Linked DNA regions of Gossypium arboreum: regions 2 and 3 are each linked to region 1. Evidence: chromatin contacts called from public Hi-C data. All regions are on one chromosome and are shown on one strand. Each heading gives the region's core, a stretch centred on a gene start, on an enhancer-like site or on the middle of the called end of the contact. The rest is flanking DNA. Distances are from core to core; before and after follow the strand shown.

Region 1 (2,953 bases), core at 364-2,863:
GAAATAGGATTGTGCAGACTGAAGTTTATGAATCATAACATTACATGCATAGACAAAGGTGTAACAATGAAATCATATTATAAACACCGATGATATCTGAACACAAGCAACCAGTGAATACTTATAAAGAACAGGGCAGTACCGTTGAACGGCGAGGTTCATCCCAAGTTCTACCATCTCCATATCTCTCATGATATCGCCCTTTATTACTTGAACCTTTAAGAATCTTGGTCAGCCAACCCATTATTTGAAATGCTTTTTGCTAACCAAGCAGTGTTCTTTTGCCTGCAACACCAAGTCATCCAGTTAGGAAAGCAAAAACAATTTTGACTCCCGAAATGGAATTGCAACTATAACTATAGATAGGGGAAAGCCATTATTAGAAAACAATAAGTGTTTATATAGCGTTAGATATGATTCTCGTAAAATATATAAAGGAGTTTCCACTTTAGGAGGCATTATCTAAATTGACCGACTGTCAAGGCTGTTGACTTCAATCATACAAAAACTATTTTTAACATAAATAATAGATAAAAGAGAAACTAGTCAATGACAGTACAAGTTTTGACCCAAATCATAAAACTCAAAGGGGTTACCAAATGCAATGAAATTTTCTTAAGTACAATATGGATTTCCCAAATTCAATCCCATAAAATAAATTTCCCCAAGGACCAGAATCCAATTTCCCAGACTTTCATACAATTATTGCTTTCGGTGGCCTTAAATTGCCTCATCTCATCTCATCTCCTCTCATATTCATATAAATATGTAAGCACTCAAAACTAGCAGAACCAATATTGATGAGTAAAACAAATTATATATAAATACTGGAAATCAAAATGATATCAAACAATAGGCGATGAAGTGAATAAAGAAAAAAGTTAAAAAGAAACAAAGACTAACCAAAGAGTGAAGAATATGCAGAAACAGCAGAACCTGATGAATCCCAGATCAGGAACAACACGAAATTGATATGAATGCATAGTCATGGAATTATAGGAGACAAAAGGATATTCCAAGTTAGACCCTTAATTGCCATCATCTTAGAAAGAAAATAGAAAAAAACTGACCTTTCTTTTCTTATTGTGACGGACAAAAAAAAAAAAGAAAGTGTTAAATAACCAATTCCTAGTGAAAGATAAAGTAGAAAAAAGTAGAGAGTATGAATTAAAAAGAGAGCTTGAATCCTAAGCAAAAACAAAATCACAGTGAAAGCAGGGTTGGGAAATTGAAAATAGCGATCATCCGGGTGTATGATGTTTAGCGTAACAACCACCAAAAAGATTGGTTTTTTATAAAGCAGATTAAAGGAATGAAGAAAAGGCATATGGGTTTGTTGAATTGTTACATTAACAAGTGGGTCCTTCATGTTATTGCCCATTTTCCACCACACTCCACTACACGTCAATAACACTTCAGCTTTTTTTGCTTTTCTTGTTGAAAAACATGACAATGAGAGAGGGAGAGAGAGAGGAAAGAAAAGAAGGTAGGACTTGAATTTCATTTCTTGATCTTCCTTTTGCAGTTGAGTTTTGTGGGGGGCACTTGCAGTTACTCTGTACTTACTCTGGTTTATTTTGTGTCCCTAGTTTTAGCACCCCTCCTTTTAGGTCACTGCCCCACGAATCACATTATGTTAAATGGCAAAACAATAAGCTCACCCTTTTTTTTAATAATAACCTCATTAATAAATTGTTGAAGCTGGTTTAATTTGATTCAAAATATGAATATACTATTATTATTATTTAATATCATATTAAGAAAGTCTCTATATTAAAAGCTAGATTATATTTTATCTAGAAAAATAGTTAAATCAATATTTGTAAATTAGATTAAAGAACAAACTAGTTTTTCTATTAGAATTTTATCTATTTAATTTATAAAGGAATCATCTATTTTATTATTAAAATTACTTTATATGTCAATATAAGTACACATAACACGACATATGTCATTGTTGGATTTTCTTATACCAATTTTTAACCATATAAATGGATTAAATTTTTAACAAAAATGACAAATTTACTCTTTTTAAATAGATACGACAAAATATAATCTAACTCTTAGTTCAAGAATCTCTATGGAGCTTTTGGCCAATATCCTACAACCAACCAATGTCGCCCTTTTGAATTATTTTTATTTTTTCAGTTTACTATTTAAAATTTTTTTTTATCTCACTTAAAGTTTCATTAGTTTATTCATTTAAAAAAAAAACTCCTCAAAAATAAACCCAAACCAGCAAAAATAGTAAAATTTTCAAGAAACAAGTTAAAAAACTACTCCTAATGTCAATACCAAATAGCTTGAAAAGATAACCCTTCATTTTTTCTTTTCTAAAGGAAGCTTAAAAAGTAAATTTGAAAGATCCATTATCCATAGAAACATTTTTTATATGATAATCAATCATCTGCAATATATACATATAAGGTTCCTAATGAGTGTATAAGCATGTGCATGCTTTTTTTGTTTACTATTCTATTTCTTGTATCCAACACCATACCTTTCATTTGCATGTGCCCTCAATCTAGAGACAGCTAAATTTCATGAGTCTAAGTGCTTGTTCAGATTATACTTAATCAATAATTTATTTAAAAAAAAAAGTTTACTCAAATTAGTCGGTGCATGCAAGGCTTGTTTATTGCTAATTTATTGGTTTGTTATAGATTAGGTGATATATTTATATAAATAAAAAAAATAAATTATAGTTTTCTTGTTCGGTTGCGTATAGATGTGTAGCTTTCAGGCTGCTTTTTATTGATGGCAGTTAATTAGGTGCTAGCTGAAGTTTGATAATTTCAATACTAAATCTTTTTAATTAAGTACCTACAAAGTTTAGCTATTTTTGACGGGGTAAAATAAAAATAAAAATTAGGGGTCAAGATTAAGATTAAGTTTTATACTTTTTCATAAGAGTTAAAATGTAATTTCATTTTTATATTAATTTATATTTCTA
Region 2 (2,845 bases), core at 132-2,631, 400 kb after region 1:
GATTAACTTAACTAGATACTAGAAGGGTCTACTTAATATCATTAAATCTCGGGTTAGTAATTACATAGGTTGAACAATTGAATGAAAGATAATTGATTAATTGGAATAAGTGAAGTTAGAGTTCCAAGATCTTAAAAATTGATTGAGAAACTTAACATTTTTCATTATTTTAGTTTAATAGAATTTTCATAATTTTCTTATTTTAATTTTAATAGTAATTAAAATTGATTTTCTTGATCCAGATTAGATAAAATTGAGTAGTTGGCACTTAGTAATTTGGAATTTGGTCCTCCTCGGAACAATATCTTCTTATCACTTTATTACTTGATTCGACATGTGCACTTGCGTAATGAATTTTCACTTGATTTGACACGCATATATCTCTTTACTACTTTTTTACTCTATATTCCAAGTCTTTCGTTCTTAATTCGAAACCTACAATGTAGAGAGAAAAATAACAAGTAAACCTAAACTAACTCTAAAATTAACAAAAATCAAATAAAACATAAATAATTTAAAAATTATAAAATTATAAAATACAGTAAAAATTAATCTAAATACTAAAACGCTATAAAAACTATACATGTTATAGGCTCACTCCCATACATCTATAATAACACTCTTCACAACTAAGCCTTCCTATAGAAAGCTTAATATAAGCATATAAAACACATTGATTTGCAATGAATTGAAATTGTCCTCGTTCAGCTCGATTGTTTGTTACTTGAATAATAAAGTTAAGAGTAGGCTAGTTGAAAAAGATCAAATCTGATCTCCATCACATTACCTCATATAAGTTATCATTATAGCTTGGATAATATTTGAGATAAATATAGGGAATATCCAAATTTGTCTTGATTGCATATCTATTTAAGGAAGAAAAGATAATCCTTTAACTTTTTTCCTATTTACTCCAACACTATTTCCTTGCAATCAATATCTCATTACAAAATCACATCGAAATTTGTCTACCAAAGCAAAACTTGTTGCATTATTATTTACAAAAATTAGTAATTTTTCTGATTGAATTATCTCCTTAATTAACTATTTTATTATATTATAAATAGTTAAAATATAAATATTAATGTTCTTACCTTAGACTATTTTAATCAATATTTTTATTAAAAGATAAACCAATTCTTTTTAAAAATGTGATGATTAAATACAATTCTCTTTAAAATGTTGAATCCAAATTTAATTAAAATATGTATAAATTAACAAAACAAATCAACTTAAGCACTCATTATCTTTTAGAAGTAAAGATTATGTTGTAGGATAATTGAATCTGAATTTTTTATGGAATGAAGACTTGAATCCAAATAATTTTAAATTATAATTTTTTTTATCTAAAAGAGGTCCTATGTCAATTATTTAATTTTACATTATGATCACATTTTTTTTCTTTTAAAATTTGCTTTTTTTCCTCTCTCCTCCCTCCCTCTCTCTCTCTTAGGTGAGGCTAAGGCTATTATTACATGTTTTCTTGAGAAAGAGATGCCAGTTTTCCTCAGCCTCATTTTTCTATTTCCTCTCATTTCCTTATAACTTTCCCTTTTTATTACTTTTTTCTTGGCTATATATTTCATCTCCTCTTTTCAAACAGGAAGAGTTTTTTTTTCTTTAGAAAAAAAGAAAAAAAAAAGAAAAGAAAACTCACTACTGCAAAGAGCAACAAAGAGGAAAAAAAAGGAGAGAAAGAGGAAGAAAGAGACGACACACAGATACAGTGAGAAAGAGAGAGAGAAAGGAAAAGAAAAGAAAGGAGTGAGGGAATTGAAGAAGGCTTTCAGTACCACAGGAAGAGAAAACGATGTCTAAGAGCTTTACATCCTTTCATACTCTGCAACTCTAACAAGGTCTGCTTATGGTATATAATTAATTATATTACACTCTCTTCAAATATGAACTCCACAGCTCAATTTTATGAAAGGGTTACAACCAAATGAAGAGATAGAACTTTGATCCCTTGTTTTTTTCTTTTTCCTTCTGTATAGCTTTCTTTCTTGTTTGATAATATAATATTGTTTATGTTATGAACAGCACTAATTTCAAGATGGGTGTTTATTTGTTGTTGTTTATGGGTTACCGATCCATAAATGAAGGGAAAAAAGGTGAAGGACAGAAGAGTTCGAGGGTTGGCAGAAGGAGAGCAAGTAAGCAAAGCAAAGGATATATAGGATCATGAAGAAGAAGATATTGATATGGGAATAGCTACATCACCAGTCACGCCATCAATTCTTCATCAAATTCCATTTCAAGAAAAGAGTAATCATTCTACAAATTCTATGTCCCAAGATTACCACCACCAAGCAGCTGCTGGCATCTTCAGCTTCTCCAATGGCTTCGAGAGATCAGCCATGAGCCACCAAGAACAACACCAACACCAACAGCAGCAGCAGCAACACTTAGTACAGCAGATCCGGAGAGATAAACAAAGAGTTCAAGGCTTTGAGCCGCCGAGTCTACCATTAGTAGGGATCGAATCAAATGCTCTTCCTGTTTATGAAGCCGAAGGTATGTTATCAGAGATGTTCGACTTCCCTACAGGTGTGGCCGCTTCTGCCGAGTTATTAGACCAGCACGTAGAGCCTAATTATCGAGCACACAGGCCACCGAGTAATAGCAACGAGTGGTTTAGCAACAGGCGAGGTGTGGTTGGGGGTTTGGGACTGGTAGGTGAATCAAAAAATCATGATAACCGTGACACTTTAGCAGCTCAACAGCAACATCAGCAGTTACCAAGCATTAATGCCGACTCAGCAGCTGCCATGAATCTTTTCTTGATGAATCCACAGCCAAGATCACCATCTCCTCCTGCTCCTCCATCATCTTCTTCTAATACTCT
Region 3 (2,841 bases), core at 122-2,621, 490 kb after region 1:
TTCCCAACACCCTAATAAATTCCTTTTGAATTGAAATCAAATTAAGGCTACTGCAAAACTATGATACATTAGTTGGAATGGCTCTGAAAAATATGTAGGTGGCTTGACAGAAGGCAGAACTGCTGGTTCTGTGTAGTTCAAGCAATTCATTTGCCTTGGTTGTGTTTACAATTTTATACAAGTATATAATATTAAGCTTCGAAGGGAACGAAAATGGCGATGAACCCAATAACCAGTCCCAAACAAATGATAGAAGGACAATGCAAAAGCAACCAAAACGGCTGGTAAAGATTGAGAAATGAAGTCTTAGAGCTGAGCATAGCAATAGGCCATGACAAGTTGCCTTCAGTTCTAAATTCCAAGGAGCTGGAAAGGTTGATGAACCGGCTAACAAAGTTAGATGGAGATGGCTACTAGTACTTTCCTAAAGTGAAAAACACCAATCCAATCGAAAACCGTTGACTTTTCCAATCTATTTCAGATAATATTAGTCACATTTATGAAAAAAGAATTGCAAAAAGCATTAGCCAAAAAAAAAAAAAATTCCCTGAATTAACCTGCAGATGAACATGTCGAATGTTACCACCCTGATCATCACCTGAGAATGAGTTTAGAGCGGCTTGAGGAGAGGTCAACACTGTATCTACCAAGGCCAGCACTAGCTTTAATGGCGAGAGAACACAAGTCTGGCAAGGTAAGGGGTTTATGTGATTGGGAGAGTGGCAACAAGAAGTAGATTTGTCCAGGTTGAAGGTCCTCATCAACAGGCATTTGAGGCACACAAGTACCGATGGACATCGACTCTGAGCTGCAGAGGAAGCAGTCGGGGTTGAGGGAAATGATGTTGTTGGCTTGGATTGATTGCCTGAACTCTTGGACACGACCATCCATGTGAACCACCGTGGCTGCCATCGATGACCGTTTGGTTGCGCTCGATGATCCTCCTCCTCCTCCTACTGTTTTGCCTGGTTTTGAGGTTGAAGTTGAGGATACACAGGCACCCATTTAGGCTTCTCTAACAATTCTTTTTTATTGGTGTGTTTGAGGGAAGGCTAGAAAAGAGTTTGATGGAGAGGGCATCCATTACATTTATATATATGGGTAGTTTTTATATTATTAATTGTCGATGATATGCCTGCCTGGATGCAATATTTGGGGGAAATATTATGTAAAAAATTTCCCCAAATGAAATTTGATGTAAAGTGTGAATTTAAGTTGTTAGATACCGAAACCTCCGTAGTGACAAGAATTTCAATCCCAGTGCGACTTAGCTCATAGTCCCTTTTCTATGGACAAATGTCAGTCGTTGAATTATACACAGTATTTTAAGTACTACAAAATTCCTAAACCCTTAAATATAACTTTTAATTTTAAATTAAAAATATTCCAATGGCTAATAACCCTTAAATAAAATCTTGAATACAAAAAAAAAAAAAAAAGTTTTATTTTCTATTTGAGTGTGTATTAAATGTGCTTAAGTATTTTTTTGTGTTTTCCTGGTAAGAAAATTACAAGCCACTAAGGTCACTTCATAATGCAAATTAAAGTCACATTTGGCATAAAAGCCAAAAGGCAACTCACCGGCACTTTATTTTGTCTTCTAGTTTTCTGCGTCATGCCCATATATGTATTAGGTTCACACTTCAACAAATTAACCCTAACTTCAGTTCCATTCGCTTTGGTTTTATTTTTAAATAATTTGTTTTGATTCTATTTTAAAATAAGTTTTGTACAAGATTTTTGAAGTTTTTAATTTCAAAAGATATTTTTATATAATATTTTTAATTATTTTAAATATAAAATATTTATTTTTATATAGTAAAATTAAAATTTAATCTCTTGTAATTATGAATTTTTTAACTTGTTAACCAAGACTATTTAAAACACAACAATTTAGATAGATTTTCGATTTCTCAATTTCTTTTCCCAGCCCTACAACAAATTGCCAAATCTTAAGCGTTTTATATTCTAATTTAATGCATTTAACATATCTAATTATTTTTGAGAGATTATATTTTTAGAATTTAAATCTACATATTTACAATCTCATTCATTATTTTCAAAATATGATATCATGATAATTAATATCGTGTGGGTAAATATATTTATTAGTATAATTTCAGATTTATGACTAATTTTGCATATACATAAATTATTTTTAAAATATTTAACATAAAAATAATTTAATGGTCAAATTTGAATCCCATCTCACAAGTAACTTTATGCACAATAACAAAAATAGTGCACAGTTTGAAAAGGATAATCTATGCCCACTATCCACTATGTTCATATCTTGTTTGACAAAATAGGGAAAAAGGAAACTGTGGAAAAGGCAAAATGAATGTGGTCCATTTATTTATCTTATTATATAATAAATTTTGACAATCTCATTTGAAAGCTTCAATAATTAATTGCTTCTTCTTTTTTTAAAGAAATTAGAAATTAGATATCAAAATCAAACAATTAATTATAATTTGGACCAAATACCTAAATAATATCATTCTTAAATTATTGGTACCTTGAAGTCCAAGCAAGGTTCAAAAGATTTTTTTTTTCCTGCTAATGGAAAGTGAAATCCCATTGAATCAGCATAACCCAAAGTCCATTTTCTAATGCTATGATGTTTCCCTATATAACTAATGGGCAGCAACAAATTGAAAGCTATATATCTGTTCAGTCATTTTCAAAAATAAAAATAAAATAAATAATGGATTCCCCCTTTTCATTAATTTATATTTTTAAGGGAAAAATTCTCTTTAGTACCTCTTAGTTTCAATATTAAGCAAATTAGTCCCTTATAAAAAAATTTAAAATAATTTGATCCCTGTCAATTTTGAAAGT

What was found. Hi-C and Micro-C count contacts between places; a contact is called where the count stands out from the background.
Region 2: a contact with region 1 is called in a Hi-C map of leaf, with 2.7 times the contacts expected there. The contact joins the promoter of LOC108479820 here to the promoter of LOC108486640 in region 1. A contact is called at or near these places in 2 of 5 Hi-C or Micro-C datasets (both in leaf).
Region 3: a contact with region 1 is called in a Hi-C map of leaf, with 5 times the contacts expected there. The contact joins the promoter of LOC108478434 here to the promoter of LOC108486640 in region 1. A contact is called at or near these places in 2 of 5 Hi-C or Micro-C datasets (both in leaf).

Annotation. Positions count from the first base shown.
Region 1 is chr12:16,994,553-16,997,505 of ASM2569848v2, forward strand. It overlaps LOC108486640 (protein DA1-related 1-like), which reads right to left and starts at 1,614. Exons shown (of 12, transcript XM_053022861.1): 1 at 1,349-1,614; 2 at 143-285. The coding sequence starts at 244.
Region 2 is chr12:17,399,038-17,401,882 of ASM2569848v2, forward strand. It overlaps LOC108479820 (BEL1-like homeodomain protein 4), which reads left to right and starts at 1,382. Exons shown (of 5, transcript XM_017782629.2): 1 at 1,382-1,856; 2 at 2,041-2,845. The coding sequence starts at 2,202.
Region 3 is chr12:17,488,363-17,491,203 of ASM2569848v2, forward strand. It overlaps LOC108478434, which reads right to left and starts at 1,372. Exons shown (of 1, transcript XM_017780893.2): 1 at 1-1,372. The coding sequence starts at 1,005. The coding sequence ends at 595.